Linked DNA regions of Mus musculus: regions 2 and 3 are each linked to region 1. Evidence: chromatin contacts called from public promoter capture Hi-C data. All regions are on one chromosome and are shown on one strand. Each heading gives the region's core, a stretch centred on a gene start, on an enhancer-like site or on the middle of the called end of the contact. The rest is flanking DNA. Distances are from core to core; before and after follow the strand shown.

Region 1 (3,650 bases), core at 559-3,058:
GCTTCACAACCCATCTAAGTATCTCTCTGAGGCCAGATGGAGCTGGGATAAACTGAAGTCTTCAAAAAGCCCAGACCAGGGAACTTGCTGGAAGGGTCACAAGTATGATCCAGTGGGTTTGAAGAATTCTCCAGAGGACTCAGACCACAGTAAGGTTTTGAGAACTTCTGCTCACATCCTGGTCCTGCCGTCCTCCATGGGGACAGCAGTAGTAGGCTTGCTGTCATAGGACAGTGCTGGCTTCCTCCAACAATCACTGAAGAGGCTACTCTTAAGTTTTCCCATGTGGAAGCTGCCGGCCAGAGGAAGACAGCACAGCCCTTGCTCTGGAACCCGAGGCTCAGAAGAAAGCAAGAAAGATGGATGTATGGGTCCTTCTGTTCATGCTAACAGAGCACCAAGGACCAGCCATGTTTTCAACATGGGACGTGGGAGCACTGGCCTCCAGAGTCCACCGAGAACCTTTATGTTGGCCTCTGTTATTTATGTCCCTCCGGCACACTGCCTCCCCGTGTCTCTCAGCATCTCAGAAGCCTTTGTTTGCCCCTTAGTGGGATCTCTTTGCAAATCTCCCAAAGATGAGGTCCTCTCAGTTCCTGGCCCTGATCTGGAGTCGACTTTGTTCCATCTGAAGAGCCCCTCCCCCACCTCCCCTTCTACTTGCACTTCCCGCCCCCCTTTCTCCTGGTGTAGACGCTGCAGAAGCTTGAGAGTTCTTGGGACAGGTCCTCAGCTGACTCTCTGACTCTGCCATCTGTCTCCACCCACGTGCTGAGTGAACCCAAAGCTTACATCCCCCGGGGCCAAGCCTAAGCAACTCGTTAAAGAAGCCCCAGGCATAGGAGGCACACTCGCTGAGCTTGGTTCCTGAGTCTCTCCTGCTTCCCTGATGGAGGAGAAAGGACAGTACCAATCAATTTCCCCAAGCAGGTTACTCCCTCTCTTCTCAGACAGCTTTCCCACCTAATCCCAAATCCTGCTGCAACTTCTGCCAACTCAGAGGCCTCCAGAATCCACCCTGTCCTCTCCAGGCTGTTGACTGAGTACAGGACCCAGAGACTGCCAGACCGGGACCCACCCGGGACAGTGAGGAACTACAGCATAGGAGTCATTCTGGGGCCCAGAGCGCTCATTCTTTGGCTTTGGTGACACTGCAAAGGTGGCGCAGGCCCTGGACCGCAGGGGCAGGAAAAGCCCAAGGCCGCCAATGGAGAAGGCACATGTATGGCTGGTATGGTAAGGTGGAGAGCGTGTGGGGCTCCCGGACTGCCACACATAAAATGCGGCCACCCCACCCCACCCCCGACGTGACATCTGCAGTGTCCGTGACAGTTCAGCGTGAGGTTGGACCTAAGGACAGAAGACTGGTTCGGTGGCGTTCCCACGATAGCGACTCACGTGGGGAATGAGGCTCGGGTCCTGGTACTCGCTGAGCCTAGGGTGGAAGAGCGTCCCACGACCACTGAGAAAACTGGAGAAGTGGATGCGCCTCAGGCCAGGAGCCCTGGGAGGAGCAGCGCTGGGACTTAAAAGGTCGCCACCGGAAGGCAGGGGCCTGCAGGGCGCAGGAGATGATTATGGGAGGAGATGGTTATGGGCAGGATGGGGAGAGTGCAGCACTGCGTTCCGCTAGGACCTGGACTCTGGGTCGGGTCAGGGTGCGTGGCATCGCAGTGGCGGGTCCCGCGGTGGCTCCATCCTCCCGCCCCCCGCCCGCCCCTCTCCCCGCCCCGCGCGCAGTCCCCTCCCTCCGTCCCGCCTCCTGCCCGGCCACCTCCCTCAGCTGCTGCCGCGCCGCGTTGCCGGCGCACTTGCAGCCCGGCGGGCACCAGGAGGCGGAGGCGGGACGGTCAGGGGTCCAGCGCGCAGGACAGCGGCCCTGGGGCCAAAGTTTGCGGGCAGCCCCGGCAGGCCAAGCGGGTCCCACGTGCCGCTTGCTGCCCCCTCTCGCATCCTCACCCCGGCATCGCTGCGCCGGGAGACAGAGCTGCGGCCCGGCTAGCTCCTAGGCGGGGACGCCGCGACGGGAACTTAAGGTGGGAACTTCGCGGGCTGCAGCCTGGCGGGACCCTGCTCCTGCAAGCGGCGCTCCGGGCTCTGCACGTGGCCGCGGCCCCGGTACCCTCTGCGGATACCTAGGAGCCCCGGAGAGGCCGCCCGGGCGATGCGGCATGCACCCACGCGGCCGCAGTTTGGTCCGGCCACGGATCCTTTCCAGGGGTCCCCGGAATGCGTAGTGCGCTCTGACTTTGCGTGCAGGGTTTTTGGGGTCCCACGGGAGGAGTTGGAATGCGGGGAAGTCTTTCACTGTCAATAGGCACGGAAGGCAGCATCCCCACCAGCGGGACTCATTTAAGTCATTCATTAATTACGAACTCAGTGAAGGCTTATGGACCGCCTACTGTGTGCAAGGCCCTAGTGACTATTCAGTGGTCGCGGGCCTTAGCATCTAGTAAGAAAGTTAGAGGTCTCCTTAACCTCAGTGTACCCGGGATAAGTGGCCCGGCTTTGCTCATAGTTTTTGGGTGTGGATGGAAAAGAGACGAACTCGTTCATTCTCTGGGTTGTACAAAAATTGGTTGAGCACCTGCTGTGGGCATCTCACTATGCCAAACACTCAGTGTTCATCCAGTCATTTATTCAACAAGCCTGGATTGAACAATGGCCGAGGTGGCGACAGGACAATGGACTCTGGCGATGGGGGGGCGGGGGGGAGGTTGAGACTCTCAGGCCCTGCCTCAGAAGGGCACAGCCTGCCAGGGTGGCCCGCGCTACAGCATATGTGTATAGCAGATTTAAGGTTGGTGCTTAATGCGTTCATTCCTGGGTGGGTGGGGGGTCCGATCCCTGGAGAGGAAGAAGTGGGCTTTTAAAAGCTCTTTAGTGGGGGCTGGGAGTGATGATGAGGGCTGAGAAGGTTCATCTAATGTTAGGTGAGCACAGCCTCCTCCTAGTGATGGGGCTTAGAGGCCAAGCTGTCACTTTGGCACACATTTTGTTAAACACTTGCAATGCAGAGGTACTTAAGGGGTGCTAAACACCTGAGTTCCCCAAGTAGATAATAGGTGGGAGGCAAACGCATACTCACCCCTCCTCGGTGACATCTGAGCTAAGTCCACAGGAAGGTGAGAGGAGGGGGCAGGGATTGGTCTGATTCGCTGGAGAAAGGAGGGCCTGCCAGACTATAAATCTAGGTAGATATTCGCTGGGGTTTGTTTGACACCCCCAACCCTCCACCAACGTGCACACACACACACACACACACACACACACACACACACCTATGACGGTACTCAGAGTCACTGCCTGGTGTCTCATCAATAAACACATCACCAGGTTAAGTGGTACTCCTGGAGATTAGGGCAGTGGGGTGTGCACACGGTGGGTTTTTCTACCTGTGGGTCTTTATGCTTTTGCAGCTTTGCACAGGCACCTGCTGTAGAGGGTGGGGAGGGAAGTGTGGCTAGGCATGGAGGCTTGGCCCCAAGGGATTGCTCCTACCAGCCCAGCTCTGAGCCAATCCATTCCAGTGGAAAAATGTCTGCTGTGGGACACACTCCAAACCCACAGGGGACGAATGAACCGAAAACAAGTCACCCTGAGCCTCTTCCCAGAGCTGGAGGACCCGGACTGTGAGTGTCTTGCAGCCT
Region 2 (3,650 bases), core at 698-3,197, 460 kb before region 1:
GCGGCTCGGAGTTCCTGTGCCTTGCTGGTGAAATGGGTTTAGTTATTTGGATTTAGTGGGGAGGGCTATTGGGACTTGCTGAAAGCTTTAGGATCTAGCTAAACTCAACTACAAGTCTATCTTTGGCTGGCTGGGAATGGTAGTACACACCTTTAATCCCAGCGCTAGTGTGGCAGAGGCAGGTGGATTTCTTTGAAGCCAGCCTGGTCTAGAGTTCCAGGTCAGGGCTATGTAGTGAGATCCTGTGTGAGGAGCTGGGGACAGATGTGGGTCCGGAGGTAGGATTTGCTCTCTTACTCTAATGGGTCTACCTATATGCACATACTGAGCTCTGTGTGCCATGGCACATATGGTGTGGTTGTGGTGGTGGTGGTGGTGGTGTGTGTGTGTGTGTGTGTGTGTGTGTGTGCGCGCGCGCGCGCGCGAGTGTACGTGTGTCTTGATGCTGCGGACAAAACCTAGGACCTGGCCCTGTTGCACCATTTTAGAAATGAAGAGGAAGAAGTAAGCCAGCCAGCTCAGCTGGTAGAAGAATAGTGTTTTCCCTCAAAAATACTTCTGATGCCTCCTTCCTTGGGGAATGTCTTTGGAATCTCAGTCACTTTTGTTATTTGTTTGGTATCCTTTCTCGATAGAGAAAATACTATAAAAGATAGGGACCCTGGCAGAAAACATCAGCAGAAACTGCCCCTCATAGTTCAGCATCGTTTATGGTAGTTACACGGTGTTACATCTTGAGGGACTTGACATACATACTCATTTTAAAAAAGATTTGTGTATTTTACTTTTTTTTTTTTTTTTTGCATATGTTTGAATCATATGCATGCAATACCAACGATGGCCACAAGAGGGCATCATTTCCCCTGGAGCTGGACTACCGACATTGATCAGCTAGCACAAGGGTGCTGGAAATCGAACCCAGGTCCTCTACAAGTGCAGCTGGTGAACATAACCAATGAACCATCTCTCTAGCCCTCTATATGCTGGTCGATTGATTATTTATTTAGAGACATCGTTTCTCTGTATATCCCTGGCTCATCAAGGCTCTGTAGACCAGGTTGGCCTTGAACTCAGCCTGCCTCTACCTCCCAAGTGCTGAGATCAAAGGCATACACCACCAAACTCAGCTCCTATGTGCTGGTTTTAAGGTTTGTTTTCATTATTCTTTTAAGTAGCATATGCCTGCGTGGGTGTATGCCACGTCAGCGCAGGTGCCCTCTCCGACCCCTTGGGGCTGAAGCTGCAGGTGTGTCAAGCAATGGTGGCTGCTTTTTAAATGCTGAGCTGTTCTCTGGCGCCCAGAGTGTTTTCATTTTCACAATATCCTTTTTGAGATAGAGAGAGACAGACTGACTGATACAGCCTTTGCATGCGATCACTGTGTCTGGGTGAAGGCTGCTGTGACTCTGTTATTATGATTTAGGAATGCAGCTGGAGAGAGGGGTGGGATTGATGCCACAGGGTGTGTGGGGGTCCGAAAACCTGCCCACCTTCTCCCCCCAACCCCGGCCCGAAACTCGGGGGACCCCAGCGCGAGGCGCAGGTTGCAGCAGAGGAGGCAGGCTGTGCGCGCGAGTGGCCGCGGCGTGGAGGTGGGGTGAGCAGGGCGGGGTGAGTGCGCGCCGCTCGGAGCGAGCAGGAGAGAATGCCCGGGGTGGGGTGAGTGCGGCGGGACGCGCGCTCGCGCTCGCGCGCACGGACACGGCGGGGGGCGCGTGGCCGGGGGGAGGCGCGCGTGGGGGGCGCGCGGCGCGGGCGGGGACACTGCGGCGGCCCCGGGCGGCGGGCGGGCGCGCGCGTGGGCGCAGCGCGGAGCGGGGCCCATGGTGCGGCCGTGTCCGTCGGTCGGGCCGCGCGGGCGGCTCCGCGCGTGGCCCGGCGCTCGCGACCTCGCCCCTGCGCTGCGGGCCCGGCCCGCCCGCTGCCGGCGCCTTCTCCCCCTGCCCCGGGGCGGCGCGGAGGCCGCGGGGAGCGCAGGGGGCGCGGCGGGCGGCGACATGACGGACAGCATCCCGCTGCAGCCCGTGCGCCACAAGAAGCGGGTGGACAGTAGGCCGCGCGCGGGGTGAGTGGCCGGGCCGTGGGCAGGGAGGAGGGGACACCTGCCGCGGCCCCCGGGAGTCCGTCCTGGCAGGCGGGGGACCCCGCCAGGGGCTGGGGGCGGGGGCAGGCTCGATCCCCTGGGGACAGAGGTCGAGCTGGAGAGAATGCAGAGTCCCAGGCCGCGCCTCCAGCCGCCAATCGGAGCCCCTGGGGGTGGGACCTGGGAGGTGCGTTTCTAGGGCCGCGCAGGTAAGGCGCTGCGGCTGGGCGGGGCCTGCGGCGCCGTCTCTCCGGTTCCCTGTAGCTCGGCCGTGGGACGCCGGAGCTGGGTGGGGCTGCTGAGCAGGTATCAGTGTAGGAAGGAGAGATGCCAGCTGCCATCTTGTGGGCTCTTTGTGCCTGGCTTCCCCGAGGCCTCAGTTCGGAGGCTCTACTCAATTCTACCGAGTGGGAAACGGAAACGGAAAGCCTGGGGGTGGGGGCGGGGGCGGGAAGGTACTGGAACACGGTTCCCACATTTCCTGCTCCACACTTCCTGCGGGTGGTGTTTGTTGGCTTTTTAAATTGTTTTGGGGTTTGATGGTGCTAGGGACCAAACCCGGTCCTCCAGCCTGTTAACCATTCTACCACTGAGCTACACGCCCCCCCCCCATCCCCCAGAATATAAGTTTTTATGAAGACACTTCGTCAGAGCTCTGTGTGGAACCCTACCCCAACCCCTGCAATAAACACTTTAATTAGTAAGATAAGTAGACTGTAATGTGCCGCGGTTGATTCGTGTCTCCTTGTTAAATGCAGGGACTGTGCCAGGTGATTCTTAGGAAAAACCTGACTTAAACAAGGTCTGCCTAATAGGTGTGCAGGTGTAGGAGTTTACCTGGGGAACTTGAAGCCCACCCCTGACCTCATTTTAGACTATGAAATGAGAATCTGGGGTCTCGACGGTGGCCTCTGTGCTCACAGATTCACCCACCTGCTGAATTTTGAAATGTGAAGAATGGAAATGACCTGTATCCTGATGGTGCCAGCTTGCCCTCCGTGGTCCCGGGCGATCCTTTATGTAGTTACCTGGTATTGGGCGCGGTACACAAACAATGGGGGAGGCACTGCGCGATGCTTGCGGGCTTCTTTGAGGGTTCTGAGGTCCTGTGCAAGGGATGGAGGCTGTGTGTGAGTCTTTGTTTCTTTCCCAGAGTTGGGGGTTGGGCTCAGACAAGAGTTGTGAAACGCTTGGCTGTATCCTCAGCTGCTTCTGCCTTTTATTTAAGTTGGGGGTCTCACTGAAATTCTTCTCCTGGCTCTGAATGTTCTCTGAGCACAGGAGAGACTTACTTGGGACACTCCTGCCTCAGCCACCTTGGTAGATTAGGTGGGATGGCATCCCGTGCCACTTGGCCTAGCCTTTGTGTCTTTCCGAAGGCCCCCTGCTGATTTTAAATGGCGGTCTTGGTTGAGGGCCTGGGTCAGTGCATATCAGAAGAGTGTGAGCATAAGTTAAAGTTTACAGGATAGAATGTGCTTTGACTTTCAGAGGCCTGGAGAGAGGAGAGCAGATAATTTTATATTTAAAAAAAAAAAAATCATGGGTGGCAGTGGTGGCACATGTC
Region 3 (3,650 bases), core at 321-2,820, 310 kb before region 1:
AGCAAGGGATGAGTGGGGGTGGCAGAGGATTCAAGAGCTCGCTCATTTCTACTGTAGTGCTTCTCTTGTGTTTCCTTGGCCAAATTTCAGAGTCCAACCTTGGGTCCCTGTCATAAGGACCTGGGGAGAAGATGCATTTCCTTCTAGAGATCAAGGTCTTGGCTGGAGTCCCCACCCCTAAGACATTTGGATGCTCCCACTACAATTCTCCTTTATGCCCTGACAGCCAGAAGGTACTCTGTAAGCCTGGAACCTGGAGCTTTTAACCAGGCTCCACTGGATTGTAGTGTGTTGGGGAGTTTAGAAAAGCCTGCTCACAGCTCTTTACATCTGTGTCCTGTGACCAGGGTAGCAGGATAGCCTTGCAGTAGCCCGCATCTCAGCATCTGCAGCAGTTACTCAGCAAAGATTTCCGAAAAGAAAGATGAGAGTGGTTTGGTTTTGGTGGCAAGACTAGTTCTCTCCCTCTGTAGCCCAGGCTGACCTCAAATGAGGCAATCCTATTGTCTTTGCCTCTCTGGTACTGGGACTATCAGTTTGCCTAACCAACCACACCCATCTCAGTGATGGATGGCTTGAGATACACCTCCTCAGTGGAGAAGTGGCTCCCCCTGAAGAATGCTTGCCAGGCAGGAGTGCAGTCATTGTCACCAAGCTTGGGTGACCAGGACCAGAGGGCTCCACCCACCTAGACTTCTGATCTTTGGTCTTATCACCTCCTCTCTTGAGGTTGCAGTTGCAGCGGAGCCTGGCTTTTAAAAGCTGTTTTGGTGACTGTTATCATGCTGGGGTGGGGGTGGGGGTTATCAGGGAGCACTGCCCATCTCCGCTTTGCTACCTTGTTTCTTGCTCTGAGAAGTTGTTAACTGGGAGTCTCTTTGGAGGGTGGCCCTGGGTTCTTCAGCAGTCACCCCAAACCTCTGCCTTAGGGGCTTGATCAAAATTCCATAATATTGGGTTTGAATCCAGACTAGGAACTGAGAGACCCGAGGAGGAGCCTGGTAATCTACATCTTCCGTCAGCCGGAAGTACAGGTTACCTGTCAGCCCTGCCTCCCACACACCAGACCACTTCCTGTTCTCACTACCAGGACAGGGTCCCCAGATCATCATGAATCAAACTTCGCGTGTCACTTCCCTCTGGCGCCAAAGCCTTCGCAGCTTCTGCTGGTTTCTCTCCTGGTTATCAAAAGGGGTGATGATCTTTATCCCTAATTTGTCCCAACCGGCCCACAGTGGCTGCTATATGCTGGGTGGCACGTGGTAGGTGGCCCAGGCCTGGTCAATTGAGTTTAGAGCTTGCAAATCAGAGACAGACACTTTGGCATGAGCCATAGCTGTGGGCATCCCCAAGAAGACAGGGCGCCCCTCTCCTAGGAATCGGGAAAGGCTCAGCGAGTGGTCCCTAAGGTAGAGCTCGCAGGCAACAGCTTCTGACCGGACCCTGGGTCAGACAGCAGCAGGTGAAGCAGAAGTTGTCTGGGCCTGTCGCTCAGGCCAGACCGGGCGGTGCCCCTCCCCGTCCGGGCGGCGCCCCGCCCCACCAGCCACCGCCGTCCCCGCCCCCTCCAGGCTGCAACAGGTGCCTTGAGCAGGAAGCTCGCGCCGCCACCCGCTCCCCGGACGCGTCCAGGACCCACTGCGCCGTGAGCCATCCTCGGCCTCACCGTGCGCCACAGATACGGTGACCCCTGCTCTGCGCCCCGCGACTCTATACGAACCCGCATCCCGAACGCCCCGAGCCATGGACGTCCCGGAGCCGCAGCCCGACCCCGATGGCGGGGACGGCCCCGGCCACGAGCCCGGGGGCAGTCCCCAAGACGAGCTGGACTTTTCCATCCTCTTCGATTATGACTATCTGAACCCTATCGAAGGTCGGTAGAGGCTCCCCAAGCTTAGTCCTAGAGCCCTGGCGGGGACAGGGCCTAGGGACCCGATGCAGGGCTTCCTCCTGGAGCCTGCAGCAGGGGTTGCTCCTGCCCTAGTGACAGGGAGGGGAGCCAGAGTGGCCACACCATGGGGGAGGGGGGAGATTTCCAGGAGGTTGAGGGTCACTGTCAGTATAACAAAGGATGGTTAGCTCCCTAGTTCAGCCCAGAGGCTGTAGAGGAGATGTTTTTGCTTTCTGAGAGTGGCTTCGGTAGAGGTAGAGGGGCGTGTGCCCAAGGATGTCAGAGAGGCTGCAGCTGAGCCTGACAGTCTTACCCCTGAGGCTGTGAGACAGTGAGCCTGCGGCATCCTGGGAGCCGGTTGTTGGGGACTTTGTGTTGAAACTAAGGAAGAGGCTCTGTCTCATGCTTGAGGGTGGTTTGCCTCTGGTGCCAGGAGGCTGGCCCATTTCCTCTCCGAGTTTACCAGTCGTTGCAGGTGGACCAGGTTACTAAGTGAGCTTTCACCAGCCCCTCACCCATGCTCTCATGGATGGGGCACCTGGGAGAGGAGGACCGGCTATTTCTGCTGAAGTTTAGTCTGGCCCCCTATTGCTGGGGGCTGGGCAACGCCTCTGTCACTCCAGCATTTAACAGCATCTGTCAGAGGCGGTAGCAGGCTTTATGCCCAGCTTCACATTGCATTTTCTGGTTAGAAAACTTGTTGCCTGGGAGCAAACAAGAAAACCTAACCAGGTTTCCTGATTTTGACAGCCCAGCCCTTGCCTGCGGCAGGCTCAGGGGCAAGCCTGCTGGCAGCTTCCAGATGCCTCAGTGGCTGCGGGCTTGCGGGCATCTGGTGCCTGGTGCGTAGGAAGGGTTTTGATGCCAGGCTGGGGAGTTGCAGAGTCCTGGTGGCATTAACCCTTTCTTCCAGCAGGGTCCTCACGGACAACCTTTGGGGAGGGACTTGCTTTAGTGACGATTTTTACGTTTCAGCTAGAGATGATAATAATAGTCAAAGAGCCAGTGTTCATGTTTTTTAGAGGTCCGTTCTAGGGACAGGTTTCCCTTGAAAAGACACAGTTAGCAATCTGTGAGCCATTCACACACATCAGTGGGCTGTGTATTCATTAAGATTAAAGTCCTATCTAGCTGGCAGGGAATTCACACTCCTCTCTCAGGCTCTCTCTCTCTCTCTCTCTCTCTCTCTCTCTCTCTCTCTAGGTGAGGGTGGAGGGTGAGGATTTCCGGGGAAATAGTTTCCAAGCCAAATCTGGTGGGAGGTGCTTTTTATAGTTTTTCTTGGCAAGCAGAGCTCCGTGGCCAGCAGATGGGTGGCTTAATGACCATGGGAAAGCCTGGTACCCTGTGTTATTGTTGTGTTTTTAATAATATACTTTATTTGGGGGTTCCAGTTTTCCGTTTGTAGAAGCACTGAGATAGTAACACAGAGTTCCCAGATATCCAAGACCCCTTCCCGCAAGGCATACATCAGCATGGTGTATCGGTTTGATACTGATACTTTGTCATTGAGAAAAGCCCATGCTTTTTCAGTGAGTGTGTGTGTGTGTGTGTGTGTGTGTGTGTGTATGTGTGTGTGTGTGATAGCCTTGAAGCACTGTGTTAGAAATAGGTGCTATAAATACCTTATATATAGCCTATTTAATTTATTTCTGTGACAGGGTATCACATAGCTCAGGCTGGCCTGGAACTAGACAGCTTCCTGCCACTGCATCCTCAGAGTTGGGGTCACAGGCCTGTGCCACCCCTGCTTTATTTT

Evidence for each region. Promoter capture Hi-C pulls out the DNA fragments that hold promoters and counts their contacts.
Region 2: a promoter capture Hi-C map of neural stem cells shows a contact between it and region 1. The contact joins the promoter of Atp9a here to the promoter of Kcng1 in region 1. A contact is called at or near these places in 7 of 39 promoter capture datasets (the 3T3-L1 cell line, 3T3-L1-derived adipocytes, hippocampal neurons and 3 more), 1 of 115 datasets of contacts at active chromatin or transcription factors (embryonic forebrain) and 3 of 9 other capture datasets (adipose tissue, embryonic stem cells and liver).
Region 3: a promoter capture Hi-C map of embryonic stem cells shows a contact between it and region 1, with 3 times the contacts expected there. The contact joins the promoter of Nfatc2 here to the promoter of Kcng1 in region 1. A contact is called at or near these places in 9 of 39 promoter capture datasets (the SN4741 cell line, cranial neural crest, embryonic stem cells and 4 more), 9 of 115 datasets of contacts at active chromatin or transcription factors (astrocytes, embryonic basal ganglia, embryonic hindbrain and 4 more) and 1 of 9 other capture datasets (liver).

What each region holds. Positions count from the first base shown.
Region 1 is chr2:168,279,264-168,282,913 of GRCm38.p6, reverse strand. Kcng1 (potassium voltage-gated channel, subfamily G, member 1) reads left to right here and starts at 1,808. Exons shown (of 3, transcript NM_001081134.2): 1 at 1,808-2,036.
Region 2 is chr2:168,740,097-168,743,746 of GRCm38.p6, reverse strand. It overlaps Atp9a (ATPase, class II, type 9A), which reads left to right and starts at 1,947. Exons shown (of 28, transcript NM_015731.3): 1 at 1,947-2,065. The coding sequence starts at 1,998.
Region 3 is chr2:168,588,285-168,591,934 of GRCm38.p6, reverse strand. It overlaps Nfatc2 (nuclear factor of activated T cells, cytoplasmic, calcineurin dependent 2), which reads left to right and starts at 1,570. Exons shown (of 11, transcript NM_001136073.2): 1 at 1,570-1,873. The coding sequence starts at 1,744.